Regions from separate parts of the Mus musculus genome. Here regions 1 and 3 are each linked to region 2. The links are chromatin contacts, called in public HiChIP or PLAC-seq maps. All regions are on one chromosome and are shown on one strand. The core of a region is the stretch at or near the end of the contact, and the rest is flanking DNA. Distances in the headings are between cores, read along the strand shown. Region 1 overlaps Gm29683 (predicted gene, 29683). Region 2 has its middle 60 kb from the start of Gm24120. Region 3 has its middle 75 kb from the start of Gm23815.

What was found. HiChIP or PLAC-seq counts read pairs in DNA pulled down with a chosen protein or histone mark.
Region 1: a contact with region 2 is called in a CTCF HiChIP or PLAC-seq map of the NIH/3T3 cell line, with 9 read pairs. The contact joins two enhancer-like sites. A contact is called at or near these places in 7 of 39 promoter capture datasets (the 3T3-L1 cell line, 3T3-L1-derived adipocytes, embryonic stem cells and 3 more), 1 of 15 datasets of contacts at CTCF or cohesin (the NIH/3T3 cell line), 3 of 484 Hi-C or Micro-C datasets (adipose-derived mesenchymal stem cells and uterus) and 3 of 115 datasets of contacts at active chromatin or transcription factors (embryonic forebrain, embryonic stem cells and stem cell-derived neural progenitor cells).
Region 3: a contact with region 2 is called in a CTCF HiChIP or PLAC-seq map of the NIH/3T3 cell line, with 9 read pairs. The contact joins two enhancer-like sites. A contact is called at or near these places in 1 of 15 datasets of contacts at CTCF or cohesin (the NIH/3T3 cell line), 1 of 484 Hi-C or Micro-C datasets (adipose-derived mesenchymal stem cells) and 1 of 115 datasets of contacts at active chromatin or transcription factors (the NIH/3T3 cell line).

Annotation. Positions count from the first base shown.
Region 1 is chr7:70,328,922-70,333,335 of GRCm38.p6, reverse strand. The region is part of intron 1 of Gm29683 (predicted gene, 29683); the gene reads left to right. Among named protein-coding and RNA genes, the nearest start is that of Gm29683, 6.7 kb to the left of the region's middle. Within about 2 kb of position 1,440, at least 109 of the 459 cell types and tissues checked have an H3K27ac peak or open chromatin away from gene starts, as enhancers often do. A contact at or near this core is called in the NIH/3T3 cell line and adipose-derived mesenchymal stem cells, where this site is marked.
Region 2 is chr7:70,015,228-70,019,756 of GRCm38.p6, reverse strand. No RefSeq gene overlaps it. Among named protein-coding and RNA genes, the nearest start is that of Gm24120, 60 kb to the right of the region's middle. Within about 2 kb of position 2,911, at least 36 of the 459 cell types and tissues checked have an H3K27ac peak or open chromatin away from gene starts, as enhancers often do. A contact at or near this core is called in the NIH/3T3 cell line and adipose-derived mesenchymal stem cells, where this site is marked.
Region 3 is chr7:69,571,368-69,575,668 of GRCm38.p6, reverse strand. No RefSeq gene overlaps it. Among named protein-coding and RNA genes, the nearest start is that of Gm23815, 75 kb to the right of the region's middle. Within about 2 kb of position 1,663, at least 15 of the 459 cell types and tissues checked have an H3K27ac peak or open chromatin away from gene starts, as enhancers often do. A contact at or near this core is called in the NIH/3T3 cell line, where this site is marked.

The DNA of each region.
Region 1 (4,414 bases), core at 191-2,690, 320 kb before region 2:
CACTCAAAGTTCTGAATGTCACATTATAGAGGGAGAGCAGGCTCTGTTTCACAGTCTGTCAGGGGTTTGGAAGACTCCATGAATGTTACCTTTTGAAAATACTCCCCCACCCCCGTTCTCTCTCTCTCTCTCTCTCTCTCTCTCTCTCTCTCTCAATTTTCTCGGCCCAAGAGGAAGCTTCATGCTCTCTATGACACAGACTGGTCTCCACAAGGAGAGAGGATCCGAGCCCTATAGGTAGGAAATGACAGGTGTCTGCAGGTTTGAGGTGAAGGTTGCTGGCGCTGCTCTTGTACCAGCCAGAAGATCAAAAAACGACTTCTGAAAAGGGCAGAACGGGGTGGTATTTTAAAGTTTACACTGAGCTTGTAGAGACAATCAGTTCTCAACCACTTCCTTTTCAGTCACAGAAAGGCCTGGAGTGCTGGGATAGGGTTTGAGAGAGAAACGAGCTTAAGGAACCGGGCAATCTTGCCAGAGACTTCTGCCCCTACCACTTTTCACACCTGCGCTGCCCAGTTTCCAGTTCAACCCTGAGCCAGAGAGGCTGCCTAAGCCTCTGGCCTCTGGGTCTGCCTGTTTTGTCCCTTCCAAATGCTTCTAGCAGGCACAGATGCTCTCACGGTCGCGTCCCTCTGGTGCATCTTGGAGAAACACTGGCAAACAGTGCTTTTCTGAGGAGCAGAAGGGCTGCTTAAGCGCCAGCAACAGGTCCATGCTGAGATTCCTCTGTCCTTCACCGGCCCCTCCTTCCACCCTCGCTACTGGGGTCCGCGGGGTAAAGGGGGGGATCTACTTCCCCCTTCCTCCTGGGTCACCCACAACAACCCAGGAAGGCAAACATCAGGTTTGCACTGTTTCTTTGGATAAACGCCTGGCTAAATGCTTCTAATAATGAATGGCCTTTCGCTGGACACTCGCTTGAACCGAAGAGAGGACCTCACTGGAGAACACCAAAAAGAAAATAACTAGAAAGTGGAAAGGAACACGGCCGGCGGCGGCCTCTAGGATCCAGACAAAGACATCTGAGTCTGTCCCTTTGCAGTCGCCCATCTCTCCTTCCTGCCTAGAGATCTGATTTGGTCCTACTGCGGCTCCCTAAGAGCCTTTAGATCCGACGTCCCTTCACTGGGGACCTTGAGCTGAGATCCCAGGGCTGGAAGGCTCCGATTCTAGCCGGAGCTGGAACCTGGTGGCCTCAACACTTGCGGGATGCTGCTACTGGGCCACAGTCCCTGCCTTGCCCACAGGAACCTAAACATCCCCGCGTCCTAGGTTAAGGTGGTTAGGGCGAGGGGGTAGGCTCCTGGACCAGCCAGGTCGAAGCGATGAAACAGCAACTTCTTCTTCTTCTTTTTTTCCCCCTGGCAGGGAGGAGGGAAATTCGTCGGAGGAGGTCGGTGGAGACTCCTCCTTCGCTCCGCCCGGAGGCAGCCAGAGCTCCGCTAGCGGTGCGTCTCCGCCCGCCCGAGCGTTTCCATAAATCAGGCCGCTGGCAGGCTGCTAATTAGCTCCGGCCGAAAAGAATGAGAGTTCTGTAGCACACGGTGGGTTGGGAGTGGGGGCCCAGTAGGTGGGAGATCAGAATTCCCCAGGATTAACGGGGGGACTCCTTGGGGGCATCTCCGCGCTCCCTGCCCGAGCCACCTCCGATCACCTCCTGCCAGCAAAGGCCCGCAAGTTCGGGCCTCCAGATCCCGCGCCTCCCGCACTGCGCGCACCTCTGCAGTCGACCTGGCCCGCCCACCCACGCCGAGGCCCCCTCTCCCACTCGCTGAGCATGCCTGGCGTTAATTAACTCCCCCTTCACCCGGTGCAGTATCGGAAGACTTTCAAAACTCGTCCCAAAGTGTTTCCTTCTCAAGCCTGAAGGCAGCGTTTGGAACGACCCGCAGAAAAGGGGGGCGGGGTGTGGATCTGGGGGAAGGGTTGGTTGCACCGGGATTTGAGATAACAAGACTTCCCCAGCGATTGTGTGGGTAGAGGGATGGGCTGTTGTAACCTCATCCCCTCTCCCCTAGTGAAAAGGCAAGACGGTCAGGGAAGATTAAAAATAACATTAAAGTTGGATTATTGATTTCCATGTAAATTGCCAGCCGAGAGAGCTACTTCTGTTTATTTTCTCTTTTCCTCCCCCACGCTTCTCTAAGCCCTCTGGGCTCTGCGCCCTCGGAGCCATTCCCACCCTCCTTAGGGACGAGACTCCTAGATGACATCACCAAGGAGAACGGCGGCCTCCCCGCCCCTGGCCTCAAGACCCCTGAGCAGAGATTGACAGGTGTCTCTAGCAAAGACAATGCCTTCCAGGTGTCAGTATTCCCGTTCCACCCCTCCCACTCCGCCCTCTTTGCTCCTTTCCCTTAACAACTCTCCTACCCACCCACTCTTCCTCCACGAGGCTTGTTCCTACCCCACCCCCACCCCCAACTCCTTGCTCTTTGCATCTGGGCACTAAGCTTCAGGTCCTGAGACTTAGGCAGGGAGCCGACGCCGAGGGGCCCGGATGGCGCTGGTGTTGTTTGTGCCCGAGGGGGAGGCCAATCCGAGATGCCAAAGGCTCGAGTGAGGGTCCAGGAGGTGGCAGGGCCCAAAGCGGGTAAAGGGTAACCGAGTGAGCATTTTCAAGGAGCCAGCTCAGTCTCTAGATTTCTGTCTTGACGTTATTCTCTACCCTCCACCCGCGATCTCTCCTCTTCTCTTCTCTCTCTCTCTCTCTCTCTCTCTCTCTCTCTCTCTCTCTCTCTCTCTCACACACACACACACACACACACACACACACACACACACACACTATAACAGACGCGAAGATAATCCCACCATCTGGCAAATCCCAAATTTGGCGGCCAGGCTAGGAAAGCAACAGCGACATCTCATCCGGAGAGTGGGTGTCTGGTCCTGCCCCACTCCCCGGAACTGGGGAAAGGGCGCTCGGCTTTGCACTCACTAGTCCCCATCTCTTCAACGTCCTTGCCCTGGCCTGGTAATCTTGGGTGCTTTCTCCTCATCTGAGCAACTACTTTGGGATTCAGAAGAGAGGTGATGCAGTTAGGGTTCTTCCGCCGAGCAATGAACTGAAACCCAAATTCAGCTTTATTATGTATAACCGAATGTAATTCATAGCTAGGTGGCCTGTCGTCGGCGATTTAAATCGCCTGGTGATAAGGATCGCACTTATTAGATTTCTTCAAAGACACTGGGGGTTTCTATCTCTCTCTCTCTCTCTCTCTTTTTAAAGGAGGGCATTTGTGCTAAATTGCCCAGTGCTGGTGTGATAACTGTCAAAAGTTTGACATCAAAGGGGCTAATATTATTCAGTTACCAGAGAAGCTGTCTGTCTAAATAAGAATATCTTAATTACAGCATCACAAAGGTAGAAAAGGGGTCGAAACTGAAAGGGGAGAGGTATCCAGCCTCCTCCTTTGATGCGCTATCTATATTACACGGATGCGTGTTCTTAATCAGGCCTAGTCCGATTTCCTTCCCTCTCCCCTTCGGTTCTCTGAACTTTATAACTATATGTAAACACGGCGTCACTGAGGACATAATCTTCTTGGGTTCTTATTAGAAGAAATTTCCATCCTCTCCCGTTCTAGATTAGGCAGTGGAGTCCGCTCCATCAATGAAGGGACGAAGGTTTCGTGGACAATAATGTGGCAATTGTTGATGGTTTGTGACCCATAAAATGTGGAGGTGACTGTTCTGGCTTTGGTATGTAATTATGCAAAACACTTTCCATAAAGACTTGCCATTCGATCTAATGGCAGTTCCTCTGGTCTATTTCAAAAAAGGGAGGGCCCATGTACGGAGAGAGGAAAGTAACATTTGTTTTAACACAGGTTTTATGGGTGTGTGTGGTATGGAGGGAGATAAATACAAACACGTCCTATCTCTGCCCAAAGTATTTTTTTCAGTCAAATTAAAATAATTACGAGGGGGTTTAATAAGTTAATCATAGCAACACGGCATCCAAACACGTAGAGGGGGTGTCAGCCCACCTTCTCTGGACCCGGGACTGCTTCATATTGGTGATTCATCCCCAGGGTCTGCTTGGGCGCAGTTTTGTCTCTGTCTCAACTTATTCAACAGGGCAACCTGTTGGGCTCTAAAACTCCTGTCAGAGGCTGAAACCAAGACAAGGGCCTCCAATGTCTTCACCCTAGTGCCTTGTAGGTGGAATATTTATTTGGCAGAGAGCATTTAAATATAGCAGTTCTATTTTAGGAATTATGCCCATCTACTCCCCCTCAGTACCCTTTATCCCCACTGTAGCAGGGCAAGATTGAATGAATGTCCAGGGCAGGAGTCACTGATTTGGAAAGAAAATTTAAACTCAGTACACTCAGGGATGCACGGGCCCCAAACTGGGCATGTTTGAACCATGGAATGTTCCCCCGCCCCCCTGCACTTTCTGAGA
Region 2 (4,529 bases), core at 1,662-4,161:
GTTAAACAACTCCCAAGGCAAAGAAGGAACCAGAGAAAACTATAATATGAATTTAGGCATCAGAACTAATTAAAATCAAAGTACAGTATGTCCAAATTACATGGATTATAGGCAAGGAGATACTTAGGGAAATACATATTGTCCTAAGTTTTACGTCATAAAATAAATGCTAAAAGTATTCAGATAAGCATTTAGTTTAAGTTACATGAGAATATAAAGAAAACGTAGAAGGATAGAATATAGTGATTAAATGCATTTGCTTACTGAGTTAATTAATTTTTCAACATGTTTTGCTGACCAGAAAAATACAAGAAGAGAAAAATAAACTAATAACCCTTGAGAAATTATATCTCTATCTATATCATCTATATCTATATACATTATTTCTTAAGTTAGCCGAAGTTATGACTTTCTGTAAATACTTTCATCTTATTCACCTCATTCTCCACTGCACTCATACATCCCTTCCTTTTAATTGGGCATTTTCCAAGAAAAAAGTCCTCTCTGCCTTCATTAACACACACACACACACACACACACACACACACACACAGATACACACACACCACATTCATGTACACGCATGCGCACTTGCACATGTACATGCACATAAAAACACACTCATGCATGCATGCACACACCCATGCATGCACACATTCCATGTCTAGCTTATTTTAAGTAACACATGATTTCTATCTTCATCCATTTTCTTAAAAATGTCCTTATATAATTTCTCTTTATGGCTGAATAAAGTTCTATTGTGTATAGGCATCATGGTTTCTTTTCTATTCATCTGTTGATGAGTATCTATTCTTGTTCTATTTCCGTGTTTTGTGAATGACTCAGTAATCAGCATGATGTCCAAGATCTAAGGCAGAACCTGCATGTTACTACTTTATTGATTATAGCAGCAAGTGATATAGTTAAGTCATATGGTAGTTCTGACTTGAGTTTTCTGAAAACTGTCTACACTGACTTCCATAAGCTCTCAGATGGTCCCTGGGTCATGATTTGTTGCTCTCTCACACCATGACTTCTGTAGTGACTGCACCAACTTATTCTCCTACCACCAGTGACCAAGGGTTGCTTGCTTTTCACCTCCTCACCAACATCTACCGGTGACTGCTTTCTTGATGTTAGTCATTCAACAGGGATATATGATGGAACCTCAAAGTCATTTTCATCCATTTCCTCAAGGGCTAAAGATATTTTTCACATGTTTCTTGGCTATTTGTATGTTCATTCATTTGTTTGTTTCTTTCTGAGAACTATCTTTTCATATCATCATATCATTTATTGGTTTTAATATTTGTTTCTGCTTGTATGGTAGTCAGGGAGAACAAAGCAAACGGTAATGGAAAAAGAGTAAAACTTGAGAAGATGGAAATAGCAGAGAAGCAAAGTAAAGTCAGACCATTGCCCACAGATTGCTGAATAGTGGCCTCACACAATCAAGAATATGTCATGTAACAAAGATAATATTAAAAAAAATAGGAGGCCTGGTAATTAAATTAAAATTCTTTGGTAAATTTAAGATCTTTATTAAAATGGATTAAATTGGACCTCTTTTGATCTATACAAATCTATTCTAAGTAGGTTGAATCTGAAAATAAAAATTTTAGGTGTTTAAATTTGACTGGAACCCCCACCCCCACCAGAGCTCCCAGGGTCTAAAGCACCAACCCCAGAATAGACATGGATTGGTCCATGGCTCCAGCTACATATGTAGCAGAGGATGGCGTTATCTGGCATCAATGGGAGGGGAGGCACTTAGTCCTGTGGAGGGTTGGTGCCCCAGAGTAGGGGGATGCTAGAATGGTGAGGCAGGAGTAGGTAGATGGGTGGAGGAGTACCCTCTTAGAAGGCAAAGGGGAGAAAGGACAGGATGGGGAGTTTGTGGAGGGGAGATCAGGAAGGGGGACAACATTTAAAATGTAAATAGATAAATTAACCAAAATGGTTGACTTTGGAAATATCATAATAATGCATAGATCAGAAGGTTCTTGTTTTTTGTTTTTGTTTTTGTTTGTTTTTAAATGATGAGATAAAAGGATCAAGTGCGATGTTGATAAGAACAAATATACTAAGGCAGACAGTGGCAGTGGTTGTGCCTTTAATTCCAGCACTCAGGAGTCAGATGCAGCCAGATCTCTGTGAGTTCAAGTCCAGCCTGGTTTACAAAGAGATTTCCAAGACAGCCAGAGGTACACAGAGAAACTCTGTCTTAAAAAAAAAAAAAGGAAAGAAAGAGAGACAGAGAGAGACAGAGAGAGACAGAGAGAGAGAGAGAGAAGAAGAAGAAGAAGAAGAAGAAGGAGGAGGAGGAGGAGGAGGAGGAGGGGGGGGGGGAGGGAAGGAGGGAGGGAGGGAAGGAAGGAAGGAAGGAAGGAAGGAAGGAAGGAAGGAAGGAAGGAAGGAAGGAAGGAAAAGGAAAGAGGTAAAGAAAAAAGAGTGGAATAAATGAAATAATGGCCTTGTAGGTGGCATATTACTGTGTCCTGAGATAGCTTGGGTTTAATAGCTCAGGCCATATAGTTTCAAGGCTAGTTAGAAATGCATAGTGAGATCATATATCAATGGATCAAAGGAACAATAAAAACAAATAAAAGTAAAAATAGCATGGTATATAATAGAAGTACTTGCTAATTCAAAGCTTAATAGTGAGAACAATAAAAACTTTTCTGCAAACCAATACAAATCCAAGAACTTCCTAGGAAATTAGCTATATGTATATTTTAAAAAGCATGGACAGCAGACAGTAGGCATGGGTATAGAGCTATTCACTGGAACAATTCATCAGCAGCTAGATCACTGTAGATAGTGACTCATTCAGTCATCAGCTATGGAATTGAGTCCCTCCCTACTCACAACTGAGTGATGATAGATCCAGTCTTGCTTACTTTCCATGTAGGCATCCAGAGTTGCTGTGGTTTCATGGTGGTAATGACCACAGCTTACAGAGAAGACAGTGTTTCATAGCCCTTTTCCCTTTATTCAGCTCTTAAACTCTTCCTGCTCTTCTTGTGTAACTTGCCCTGAGCTCTTAAAGGGATGATATGTATGTATTATTGAGGATTGAGAAATTAAAAGGCACTCCCCAGCTGCCATGGCCTGAATGACTTAGCTACTGGAAAGCTGACTAAAGATGGAAAGAAGAAAGGCAAGCACACACATGCACATACAGGAAAGCTGGTGGTCAGGTGAGATGCCCGTACTTTGAAGGAATGGCATCAACTATACCACAACTCAAATCCTCAGCACATTATTATTTACAGCACAATGTAACAGTTATCTAGTCTCTGTAAGAGGTCTCTGTAGAGGTCTCAGTCTCAGACTGTAAACCCCATGATGGATGAAGCTTCATTTGCTAACTTTTGCGCATACCATTAAATCATTCTTAAACACTCATAGTTAGACAAGAGGGGGAGGACTTGTATTTCTGACACTGGCTGTATAGAGAAGATTTTGCACTCCTATAGGTTTGAGGCATTTCTCATTCACATAGCCATACCAATATCAACAATGTATTTCAATTCATGACTTCATTTACTCTTTTTACATTCATGCAAGACTACATTGGATCCCACATTCAAAAACATTTACCAGTCATGAATCCCAATGCCTGTTTTCTTGACCAAAACTCTGAGCCTCATGAGAACAGGTAATTTTGTTCCAATAAAGCAATAATAAATTAAAGAGAGTTTCCTTTCATAGTTTATTCTCAATACTGTTTTAAACATTTTATATAGATGAACTCAGTTACTATCATAACTGTCAGTTGAAGAAAGTACCTTGATTAAAGTGGGGGGAAGCTTTGGTGTCCTAATATCTACTACTTATCTACTATTAGTTTTCTCATAGCTTTCCCCACCCGGGATAGTTTCTTCAACTATTCTAGGAGAATTTTATTGTTTCAAGGACATTAATAATTAATCCTGGAAACTAAAAAATGAATCAAAAACTCTTACTTGTTGATTTCACAATTACTTAGACTTTCACTAAGCACCTTATAGTTTCAAAGTTCTGAGAAATTCTATAAGTACACTTGTTCCACTCTGCCCAGCATTTCTTAAAGAAAACATGCCCTCATTTAGGCTTTGTTTCTTAATGCTTCTTCATATACTTGCCTTGTATCTGTCTGTCAACCTTCTACTGAGTGATGATGTTCTAATGCTCACATGTACCTTTCCACTCATTAATGTATAGTGAAGTTAATTTTCAATGTGTATTTCTTAACATTGTGACCAGAAAAGTTAATGAAGCTTTTGTTGTTGGCCATGCTCAGGGACCCTTTGGACTGTTGTTCCATCTGACACTTTCCATAGAGCATCGATGTTGGGTCTTGGTAACTGGTCATTTAGTGCTTTTCTAAGTCAGCAATATGAAAGAGAACTATGAAGTCTGCCTTTCCTAACAAAATGGTGTTGACAACACATGAAACCAATGGGGACATACTACATTCCATTTTGTGAAGAAAAGTTTTTCTAGTAGGAAGGTCTCTGTCTGTCTGTCTGTCTGTCTCTCGTTCA
Region 3 (4,301 bases), core at 414-2,913, 440 kb after region 2:
ATCTTTTTAATGCACATAATGGATGTCTGGATGTCATCTCACTGTGGTACAAACATGTTCCTCTCTCGAGTCTGAAATATTGATACCCAGTGTCAGGTTGCTTGCCACACCAAGAAGTAAGAACCCTCATATTTGGGTGTGCTTTCTCACTTGGAAAATACTGAGAGTCTAGAATTTATTACATTTAAATACCAGCTTAAATGCTTTATTAACTTCCAAAATTATTTATTTATTTTAAAAAGTCAAATCATATGTAATTTCTAATTCAAACTGATCATAATTTCCAATTTTGAAGATGACAAAGTGATTCCTGTTGCTTCACATGGAGACGTGGAAAAGGGTGTTGAATATTAGTCATGTACTTTGGTCTCTGTGTTATCTCTATTGAAGCGTAAGTTCTATATGTAAGGTACCCTATTTCCAAACCTACTTTAGTATATGAAATTATTATGAATTTCTGTTTGTCAGTTGTCTCTTTGGGGGGGTATCATTCATAATCGCTTCCTTTCTGAGCTGCAGAAAGTGACAAGTGTCTGTACTTAAAACATGCTTTTCCACAGTGCACACATGCATCTTTCTATGTCACGTTTATTTTAACCATTGAACCCAATACAAAAATCTTTTCCTGTTTTTCTGCTCCAGGGAAAACCTACTTGTTGGTTGTGGTCCCATTTAAACCTTGGGTCACTTACTTCATCCTCCCAAACTAACTGTATTTCCATCATGGCAAATAGTTCTATCTCCTCTTAGTCACTTTACCCTCTGAACCCTGGAGCCAGCATGTTATATTGCATTTTGATAACAAATGACCATCCTTGAATCCTCTTTAATCATTACTCATAGGATAGAGTCTATTCTGGCCAAGTTTGCTTTCTAATGAAACATTACTTAGACTCTATTTGGGCTACTGGCACTTGTTCAATGAACATTCATTGAGCTCTTCATCAGAAGGTATCAGAGATAAATCTGTGACATCTCTTCCTCCAAAATATATACATATAAAGAAACGGTAAGACTTAGATGTTGTGTTCATGAGTGAGGGCTACAAGAAATATATGAACTGTATACTTGCAAGTTGCCAGGAAATTCCTGTTCAATTTTTATTTGATATGCTACTAAGTGCTGACAAAACTTATGTCCCTTTGGATTCTCTCTCTCTTGCTCTCTCTCTCTCTCTCTCTCTCTCTCTCTCTCTCTCTCTCTCTCTCTCTGTGTGTGTGTGTGTGTGTGTGTGTGTGTGTGTGTGTGTGTGCCTATGTGGCTGTGATTAGGTGGGGCATGTATTTTTTAGACAGGGTTGCTCAGTGGTGTGAATCTTGCCTCTGAGAAAGAAAATCAGTAGGCTAGTTTTCTCTGGCCCACAAGCTTCAGAAATCTTCTGGCTTCTGCCTTGCAGCACTGGAATTATAAGTATGTGGCACCCAGGTACTGGGCAACAGAACACACAACCCCTTTGGGGCAATGGAAACACTTGATTAACTGTTCTATTATCCCAGCCTTATATTTCTTTTTTAATTTTATAATCACACTGAGTTTCGGGAAAAAGTTGAACCGACTCTGATTTCAAAACCTTTGTTCTTCCCACGCTGGTACATCACCCATGAGTCAGTGAATAAAGAGACACTGAAGCCTACCACCCATGAGTCACTCTGTGAAGAGGCTTTGAAACCCACCATGGGCGTACCAGAAGTCACTACAAAGCACAGAGTCCTCCCTGTGATGCTGCCCCTAATGGGCTCTGCCAGGTTATGTGTGCAGCTTGGCTGCCCACTTCAGGCAGAAAATAAACAGTACCTTAGAGTTCTAAATGATGCCGTCCTAGCAACTACCAGATTAAAAATCCATGGCACAGTCTTCTCTTTCTCCTGTAACTGCATGGATGTCACCAGAACAGAAACCACATGTCGCCAGCCAACATGTACTGGCAGAACTTAGTCTTTGCTTCATTAACTAATGTCCTCATGTTCTACATGAGTCATTTGAAACATCTTCAGGACCCCAAATCTCAATGTGCAAAATGAATCTGGAAAATATTTAGTGGAGAATAACAATACGTTTTTAGCCCAGAGTCACGAAAGTAAATCCCAATGTTTACTCTGGGAGTCTCCTTCAAATTATATAGGTTCTTCAGAAAGATATATTTTAGTATGTCTTTTGTGGGATCAAACGCGTTTTGTGGATGAAATTCAGCAATCCCTGGGAAGGGTGGTAGGCATCAGCAGGGAGAGGGTTAACCAAATGTGCCCCCAGAGCTATCCAGAATTTTCAACTAAGAGGTTGTTCAGTCTGCTGTGAACCCCAATTAAAAATAAAACCCCTAGCTGGGCAAGCCCACCCCATCCTTAGGATAAACAAGATTTGATTCACTGCAATCACACTGTACTAACAGTGTTGTAGAGTAATACAGTATATATGCCTCCTCTGGGGAGGCACAAAAGAGGCGGCTTCATTATCATCTAGCCAGAAGGATGGGGCATAGTTAACACCTTTCTGGGTGGGCTGAAATTAATGACCCTCCCCCCCCACACTATTGCCTACCTCCAAGCCCCTTTATAAATGACTATACAACACAGTAGTTGGTATTCAGATCACAAGAGAGGGCATTTAGCCAAAGCATTTGTCTACAGGGTTTGATCTCTTTTTAATTTTATTCAGATTTACAACTGTGTTATTCTGTGAGATAACTGGACCCTGTCTTTCGTCGACCAGAGCCTTCCCTACTCAAATCTGAACATCTGAAGTTAATACTAATTTTCGAGATTGGATGCAATGTTTTTTCCCTAAGTGTTTTTGCAGGCAGTTTTCCCATAGCTACAGTGAACCCGGGCTCTGCCAGGCCGTGTGTGCAGCTTGCCTGCCCACTTCAAGCAGAAAGAGTGGGCTTTGGGGACAAAAAACACTGGACTTGTAAATGTGTCACAGAAGGTTTAAAATTCGCAGATGGTCAAATGCATGGGGAATTCAGCTCTCTTTGGACAAGGAGAGAAGTATGCCATGGCTAATAAAGATGCTTGAACTTAAAGTTGCATTTTCTTCTTTACATGTATGTAGATGCCCATGTATGTACAAACATTTAAATAAACACATTTTATATATTTCTATATGTAACTATGTATGTAGTATTTGATAGCGCTTTCTCCTTAACTTATGGATTCCACCATTCATAAATTAATGACTGTGAGTAAAGGCCTGGTGATGTCATGTCACAGGTGCTAAATGCCAAGATTAGATCATGTGACAGTCTTGAGACAAGGAGACTATAAGCAGTGCTTTATATTTGAGGAAAGTGATGAATTCAAAGCTCGGGATGATGAGAGCAAATTCCCAAGCTGCCCCTTCTTTATTGCTAAACTGGGGAGCATCTCTGTTGGTCCTTCTGCTGGTTTTGGTGGTCCTCTGCCCTTTACAGATCTTCCACTTCTGTTTCCTGGAGTCACAGTCTGCTGACAAGGAGTCTGATTGTTCCTTTCTCCTGCTCTTTCTCTTGACTGGCATTGTGGTTGGCAGGCTTAGGTGTCACTGGGTCCAGTTGCTATTCTGTGTGCTAGTCACCTGAGGTTTCAAACCTCTTCCGACCATCTTTGTACTTGTAAAACTGGAGATGACATGGGGACCCATGTAATGAGGAATCTCTGAGGACAAAGGAATCCCTGAAATGGGCTTGGACTATAGTGTTCTCCAGGTAAATCATGCGCTCTCCACATGTGGGGGTTTCTGTGGATTCTTGTTTTGTTCTCTGTATGCCTATCAGGTGCAACCTTCTTTGAGCACTGATTCATGGGTTGTTCACTGAGTATGTACTAGACACAGCACATAAAGGAAGAGTCTATCATTGCTATTCAGGATGCAAGTTGATTTAGACACCTATCTGTAAAGGAGCCATATTATGCTGAAATGAACTCACTAACCTAAAACTCAATCATTGTCCAGTCTTTTCACTCTTGGGGTCCACAGAAGTCATCTGAATAAAACTACCAAAAGCTGGAAGGAATATCCACTTTAAGACAAGAGGTGGACGCAAAAATGCAATGAATATATATATAACATATGAGGAAGGAAGGAAGGAAGAAAGGAAGGAAGGAAGGAAGGAAGGAAGGAAGGAAGGAAGGAAGGAAGGAAGGAAAAGAGGGCTAGAGATCGAGTTAGGTGAAATTGATAACACCTTGATGTCAGAACTATAGAGAGGCCAGACTTCTGAGATTGTTGCTGGTGTTTCCACAGGTTTTCACAGAGCTCATAGAGCTGGAGGCAGGTCTAATACTACAGGACCATGAGGACACCACACATAATTCTCCAGTCAG